Linked DNA regions of Gossypium hirsutum: region 2 is linked to region 1. Evidence: chromatin contacts called from public Hi-C data. All regions are on one chromosome and are shown on one strand. The core of a region is the stretch at or near the end of the contact, and the rest is flanking DNA. Distances in the headings are between cores, read along the strand shown.

What was found. Hi-C and Micro-C count contacts between places; a contact is called where the count stands out from the background.
Region 2: a contact with region 1 is called in a Hi-C map of leaf, with 2.3 times the contacts expected there. The contact joins the promoter of LOC107939376 here to the enhancer-like site in region 1. A contact is called at or near these places in 3 of 34 Hi-C or Micro-C datasets (all in leaf).

Annotation. Positions count from the first base shown.
Region 1 is chrA01:82,958,607-82,962,170 of Gossypium_hirsutum_v2.1, forward strand. It overlaps the pseudogene LOC107903727. Among protein-coding and RNA genes, the nearest start is that of LOC107902306, 32 kb to the left of the region's middle. Within about 2 kb of position 1,820, at least 4 of the 9 cell types and tissues checked have an H3K27ac peak or open chromatin away from gene starts, as enhancers often do. A contact at or near this core is called in leaf, where this site is marked.
Region 2 is chrA01:83,316,427-83,319,990 of Gossypium_hirsutum_v2.1, forward strand. LOC107939376 (protein PLANT CADMIUM RESISTANCE 2) reads left to right here and starts at 1,891. Exons shown (of 4, transcript XM_016872706.2): 1 at 1,891-2,347; 2 at 2,446-2,517; 3 at 2,603-2,815; 4 at 2,916-3,219. The coding sequence starts at 2,161. The coding sequence ends at 3,001. LOC107939372 (protein PLANT CADMIUM RESISTANCE 2) reads left to right here. Exons shown (of 4, transcript XM_016872701.2): 1 at 1-339; 2 at 491-562; 3 at 649-861; 4 at 972-1,271. The coding sequence starts at 162. The coding sequence ends at 1,057.

The DNA of each region.
Region 1 (3,564 bases), core at 570-3,069:
AATATTAATTTGGTAGTGTCCGAGGACGTAAGCTAAATTGGCCGAACCTCGTTAAAACTCTGGTATTTTATTTCTTATTTGTTTGCTTTTATTTAATAGCTTTATGTTGGTTATATTTATTTAGTTATTATTGCTATAAATATCTAAGTGAGTTCTGTCTAGTTGTTGGGTTTTAAGCGGGACCATTGTGACCCCTCCAATTTAACTGGGAATTTTCTTAGTATAATTGTTGGCATAATAATTATCTAAATATTTCTGATAATATTGTTATTAATATTATCGTCGCTTCCGCAACAGACCTCACATCTTGTGGAGGAGTTTTCTTCCCCATTTTCAAACCCCCCTTCTTCTTTTTTAAGATTTCTTTTAGAGCAACTGAAAACAGTTTGCAAGCTGTGAAGTTTTGGACTTATTATCAATCCAGGTCACTAGAAAAAAAAATAAAGTTAGATTTCATTTGGTCAGGTTTTAAACCAAGGAGAAGTTAGATTGCGATATTCTCTTTTTTGTATAAAATAAATGCTACTACCAATTTCTAACATATAAAATAGATAAGATGGGGGAATGACTCAATAATTATGTGACATGGAAAAAAGGGTATATGATAAAATGTATCTAAGCATAGAATTTGGCTTTCCATGTGAAGCATAATTTGTGCATTGACAACCCAATCTGGACATTCTCTTTAAATATTAAAATAATTAAAGAACCAAGTATTTGGAGCCAAAAGAGGCTAAAACTGTGCTTTGATGGACTGGATTCAAGGTTGGTGTCTTGTTTCCTCAATCATAAACCGAATTTTGTGCTCAACTGGAGGTGGCATCAAAGTCTAAGCATCTTAGTTTAGAGATCTGTTTTCTCGTGGGTCCCCATTCTGCGAGCTACTGCTACATGCATGTGCCTAAAGTCTGGGGCAACGGTTCCCTACCATGCTAACCCCATTATCTTTCACATTTAACTTTTTCTTGAAAGTTGATGACGACTCCTTCGTTAACGACCTCTCACTCTTAAAAAGTATTCCGATAACATGTACATGATTTCTTTCTATTCATGCATTTAATATTTTGTGCATAACTTTAGGATTTACGGGTTTTGCAGTAATATATCAGGGGATTCAGTATATCATACATTGAAGCTGATACATAGTTGTTAATTAGTATTGTCTGTGTGCAGGAAGTGCTGATGGGAAGAGCTGACTATTTCCAGTCATTCAAGCAAATGCTGATGGTTTTATTTGCTCTGTATTGCCTGGGATTTCTCATCCTCAAGTTCAATACTCTCCTGGTAAAAATGCTTACTTTCACCTTCCTTTCGTAAAACACAGGATCTCTGGAGAAAAAGGACAAAAGTAACCCTATTATAAATAAGAATAAGGAAAGCAAATGATTAGGTTTGTCACATGTGGTACAAGGCTGGATGAACTGTATTTGTAATTAAGTGCTTTTTTTGCAGAATCCATGTGGTTTTCTGGTAATTAAGAAACTAACCCTTTTCTTCTCTTGATGGAAAAAAAAAAAGGTGGGCTGATCTTCAAAGCAGGAGGGAGTAACATGCAGCATGTAACGTCACTGTCTTTCCTACTTCTGGCCTATTCTAATTATCTAAGCCACGCTAACAAGGCGGTGCCATGTGGTGAAAGATCAGCCTCCCCTGCCCTTCTCAAACAGTTGGCTAAACGCCAGGTAACAATTTTATCCTTTTTCACCACCCTTTGTTTGTTTGTTGTTATATCTCGATAAAGTGAAGTTATTTAGCTATAGACATCACCATTAAAAATCAGGGGACCATATCCTAAATCAGACAAAATGAACGGCTAGATTTTGTCTTTATGGTGAATATGTAACTATGTCTGATCTAGGAATGTTTGATATTGCATGATCATTAAAAGACCACACCCCCACGTGATTTTGGGGTCATTTTCTTATCTAAATAGAAAAAAAAAAGATGGACCGCAGAATTAATAATTGTAGTTCATTGTGGAAAATATAGGTGAACTACATTCTGGGAGATAATCCACTAGGGATGTCCTACATGGTTGGGTACGGTTCACGCTTTCCTCAGAGGATTCATCACAGGGGAAGCTCACTGCCATCGGTGGCGGCCCACCCGGCTCGCATCGGCTGTAAAGCGGGGTCTCGCTATTACGTAAGTCCGAACCCAAACCCCAATTTATTGCTGGGAGCAGTGGTTGGTGGGCCTAACGTGTCGGATGCTTTTCCAGATTCAAGGCCTTATTTTCAAGAGTCGGAGCCCACAACGTACATCAATGCACCGCTTGTGGGACTCCTGGCATTCTTTTCAGCGCACCCTTGATTTCTACACTCCAAAACAACAATGTAAAAGGATGATGACAATTCCGAGTGGTGTGCGAAAATGGTCACCCTGCCCTATTATTGTGAAATCAAAGGATTCCAAGTGTTCCCAATTAACAAAAACACTTGCATTTCCACACTTTAAAGATTGCATCCTTTTTCTTTGCCGGCACAAGTATTATTGATTGCAAAAAAACAACAAAGAAATTTAACCAATCAACATCTTCATTTCCCCTTCAATGGCAGTAAGGGGATATATATAGATCAAAACATGAGTTACAATGGATTTGTTTCTATGACGGGTACAACCATCATTCGGCCTTAGATAAAACACTTAGATCCTCCATGAGAAGTTAATTTGTTTTTGTGGGTCAATTAACTTGTTCATCTGCCTCAGCAAGCCTCGGTCCTTTGCTCTGAATGACATGCCCCATCACATTCATTACCTTTATTGACACTCTGCCAGCATGATCATTTCCACCACCATTGGAAATATCTCCAGCAAAACCATGAATAGTAGCCTATTTTTCCAATTGTTTCGATACTTGTCATTTTCCTACAAAGAAAAAAAAAAGGCTTCTCTTGACAAAATTTGGAGTGTAGAAAAACCAAAAATTGATTTATAAAGAAAGAAACTACATTCCTAGCAATTATAAAAAGGCATCGAAATTGACCACAGTATCCATTCATCATAACACTTATTATTGATACATGTGCATGGCTGAAATTTTCTTTTTTTTTTTTTCTAAGCTTTTCCATTTTTCACTCCACCATTGACCGTCTCATCATCATCATTTTCCAGGTAATTCTTCCATGTTGCACAATTCACATCCACAATAAAATTCCATTCTTCACCATAATAAATTCAGTCTCAAAACTTTTTTTCTAAAAAAATCAGTTCTTCTCTTGAGAAAATACATTTAAGTAGCCCCTTTGATAGTTAATGGTAATCAATGGTGTTTTTTTTATGTGATATATTATGATTGTGTCGAAAGTTATAAAAAATTATAAAAGTTATTACAAATGTAAAAAATATAACAATTATTATTTACAACAAATAGGGAATCTAAAAATTGGGCAGGAGACAGATGGAGATGGAAGCATCTCTGATTAATAGCTGGCCAGCATATTGTTTGTTGGATTTAGTTTAGGTTATTTATTGGGCTTTAAGACTTTATTTGGTTTGTACTCCCTTGTTATTTTCAATAAAATCCAGCTGTTGTTATTTAAAAAAAAAAAAAAAACCGGGCAC
Region 2 (3,564 bases), core at 641-3,140, 360 kb after region 1:
TGAGGCCGATTTATGTGGTGAAAGCGTGTTGTTTGTGTTATTTCTTCTTGTTTCAACTTTCCATATATAAACATAAACCTGTCATCTTTGTTTTCCCTGGAAGCCTTCAACTTTATTTTTCCTTCAGGAAGTTAAGTCTGAAGAACACAACATCTGCAGTCATGACCAAAAACCCCACGAACCAATCAACCTCCGCAAATCCTCATCACTTTGTGCAAGAAGCTCCAGTAACTGGTGTTCCCATTAACCCTCAATATCCTCAGCAAAATTACACGCAACCGCCTAGGAACGTCCCTTGGTCCACCGGACTCTGCGATTGCTGCTCTGATCTTCCTAGCTGTAAGCTTTTCCTTTCTATTAAACCTCTCATCCTTTTTTGTTCCTGTCTAAACCCAAAATAGTCTTTCTTTTTGAGATTTTAAGTTACTCTCATCATTGTTTTCTTTTTTTCTTTTTTTTGTACTTACTTTATTTAATTGAATTTTTACAGGTTGCCTCACATGTTGGTGTCCTTGCATCACTTTTGGACAAATTGCTGAAATCGTCGACCATGGATCAACCTGTAAGTTTTTTTTTTTTTTTGGATTGAATAAGATGCAAGTTATAAGGAAGAAAGGGCGGTGGGTTAATATGTAAAAAATGGTGCAGCATGCGGAGTAAGTGGAGCACTGTACGCATTAATTGGAATATTGACGGGGTGTCCTTGCATATACTCCTGCTTCTATCGTTCCAGGATGAGGAGTGAATACATGTTGGAAGATAGGCCTTGCAACGATTGCTGCCTTCATTTTTGCTGCGAGGCCTGCGCCTTGTGTCAAGAATATCGCGAGCTCAAAAACCGTGGCTTCGACATGTCCCTTGGTACTATTTTTATTTTTATTTTGAAGAAAAGAAATACTTTATTTTAAATTTTCACTTAATTCCATGCATTTCCATATGGTCTTATTTGTCTTTTGGTTTGAAATATGTAGGATGGCATGGAAATATGGCGAGGCAGCAAAATCAAGGCCTCCAAATGCCATCGGCTCCGGTGATGGAAAGTGACATGAAAAGATAATTTCATCTATATTTTGGATGGTTCTCTATGATATTTATTTTATTATTGTTGTTATTATTCATGTGATGCCACTGTGGCTCCAATGATGGAGAAGTGGCATGAAAAAGATATTCGCACCTATATTTAGGACGGTTTTCGATTAAGTCTTTCATTTGATGTGAGTGTGGTTGAGTGTCGTCATTATATATTAAAGTCTTGTACATTTGATATATTACATTAGCTGCGATGAAATATCACATGTTTTTTTTTTTGAAATTAAAATATCTATATATAAGCATTTCATTACTTTGGGCAACTGGTTTGCCATTACCTCAAATAAAACCTACTCAAAATTACATACAGCCTGCTGGGATAGTCCCTTGGTACAATAAATTTGATAAAATAGATAAAGGGGAATTAATTTATATTTAATCTAAATAAAAAAAAAGTATTGGGAATTGAAAGAAAAAGAAATTTAAAAAATCTAGCTGTAAATATTTTATTATTTCCTTCATTAATTAAATATATATTAATATTAAGCAAAAAGAAACCATTTAATTTGGTTGTAATTAGGTTGTCATGGTTTGGTAAACAAAACAGGTGATTTTAGAATATCTCAAGGTGGTAAAACGTTTGGTGATTTACCTGCAAATTACATAGAAAAAGGTTTGGCATATTTGGTTAGAAATGGGTGTAGATTAATTAAAGACATTCAGCAGACTTGTCTTGCAAAGTTTCAGTATAAACCCATTTCTCTTCCTCATTTCGTGCCTCTTTTGGTGTCCATTCAATGGTTGTTTTTTATCATATATGTTAAAATAAATAAATAAATAAATGAAGTGTTTATAAACAACAAATAACTTTGAACACGTGTCGAAATAATATTTAGAATTGGAGCCCCAAAAAAAAGAGGAAACGAAATCTGTCGGTAAAAAAAGAAGAAAGAAGAATCAGAAAGACGGACACCAAAGGGGAGCAGAGGAAATCTGTTCTCGTTGAATAGGTTTCTTTCCCCCCCCCCCCCAATAGATTTCAAAAGCCTTTCAACATCCATCCATTCGTCTTCTTTTTCTGTATTGAATTAATAGGGTAACTCTTTAATAGAACACCCACCCACCATCGCCATGTTCCCAACAGAACATCCACAATGGCCACCAGCACCTTATCAGTATGGGCAACCGGCTCCACCACCTTTCGCTCCTGTTGCTGACCCAAACCAGCAAATGCGTAATCAAAACTATTACATGCACCCTGCTGGGAAAGTCCTGTGGTCTACAGGACTCTGTGATTGCTGCTACGATATTCCAAACTGTAAGCTTTTCCTTTTTCCTTTTCCTTCTATTATTTTTTTAAATTTTTTTGGAACCCGAAAATGGGAATTTGTTATCATATTGAAATGTTTTTTTTAGGTATCATCACATGTTTTTGTCCTTGCATCACCTTCGGACAGATTGCTGAGATTGTCGATAATGGATCAGTCTGTAAGCTTCTTCTTTTTTTCTTCTTTTTGGTTTAAAGTTAATTGGCTTGGTGTTTTAGTTAGTTATTTGAATGCGTGAGTTGCAGCATGCCTAGCAAGTGGAGTTCTGTACTCAATAATATTTTGGATGTCGGGGCTAGCTTGTATGTACTCATGCTTCTATCGCTCAAGAATGAGGAATCAATACATGTTGGCAGAGACACCGTACCCAGATTGGTGCCTTCATCTTTGCTGCGAGGTCTGCGCCTTGTGTCAAGAATACCGCGAGCTCAAAAGCCGTGGCTTCGATATGTACATTGGTACGTTATTAATTTACATTTTTAAGCCTTCTTTTCACTCCATTAAATATTATCATTTTATATATCTACATTTCTCTCTTCATTACCTGATTTTATACAGGATGGCATGCGAACATGGAGAATATGCGAAATCGTGCTATGCAAATGTCAATGCCTCCGGTGGTGGAAGATGGGATGAAACGATAAACAACGATGATTCTCTTTTCTAAATGGCCATATCTACGTGCATGTTGATTGTTGAGTTGAGACAAAAGGATTTGGACCAAAAAGAAAAAACCAAGTGTAATTTCACCTCTGCCCTTTTTTAAAACAATAATAACTGTTGAGTTTGATGGCGATCAATATTTTGCAATTTACTGGTTATTATAAAATGTTTATTTTGTCTTAGGTTTCCACAATATAAATCTCTAGCTTTTGGTAACTATATTTCTTCTTCTTTACCCAGACACTCCCGCATTATCTTAAATCAAGTTGAATGGAAGATGATTTTAACAAATATTGATCAAATAAATATTTATACCAAGACTCTAAAAAACCTTACAATAGTATGAAAGATACTCTAAATTTTATCATATCATATGAGCAATTTTTTTATCATTTAATTAAATAATTTACAATTTAATTATTAATATTTTTGAAATTGTTTTTTTTTCATCCGACTCTTAAGTGACATTTTTTTCAGTTAGTATAATAACAATTTTAGTCTTCAAATTTTATATTTTTTGTCAATTTCACCTTGATTTTATATA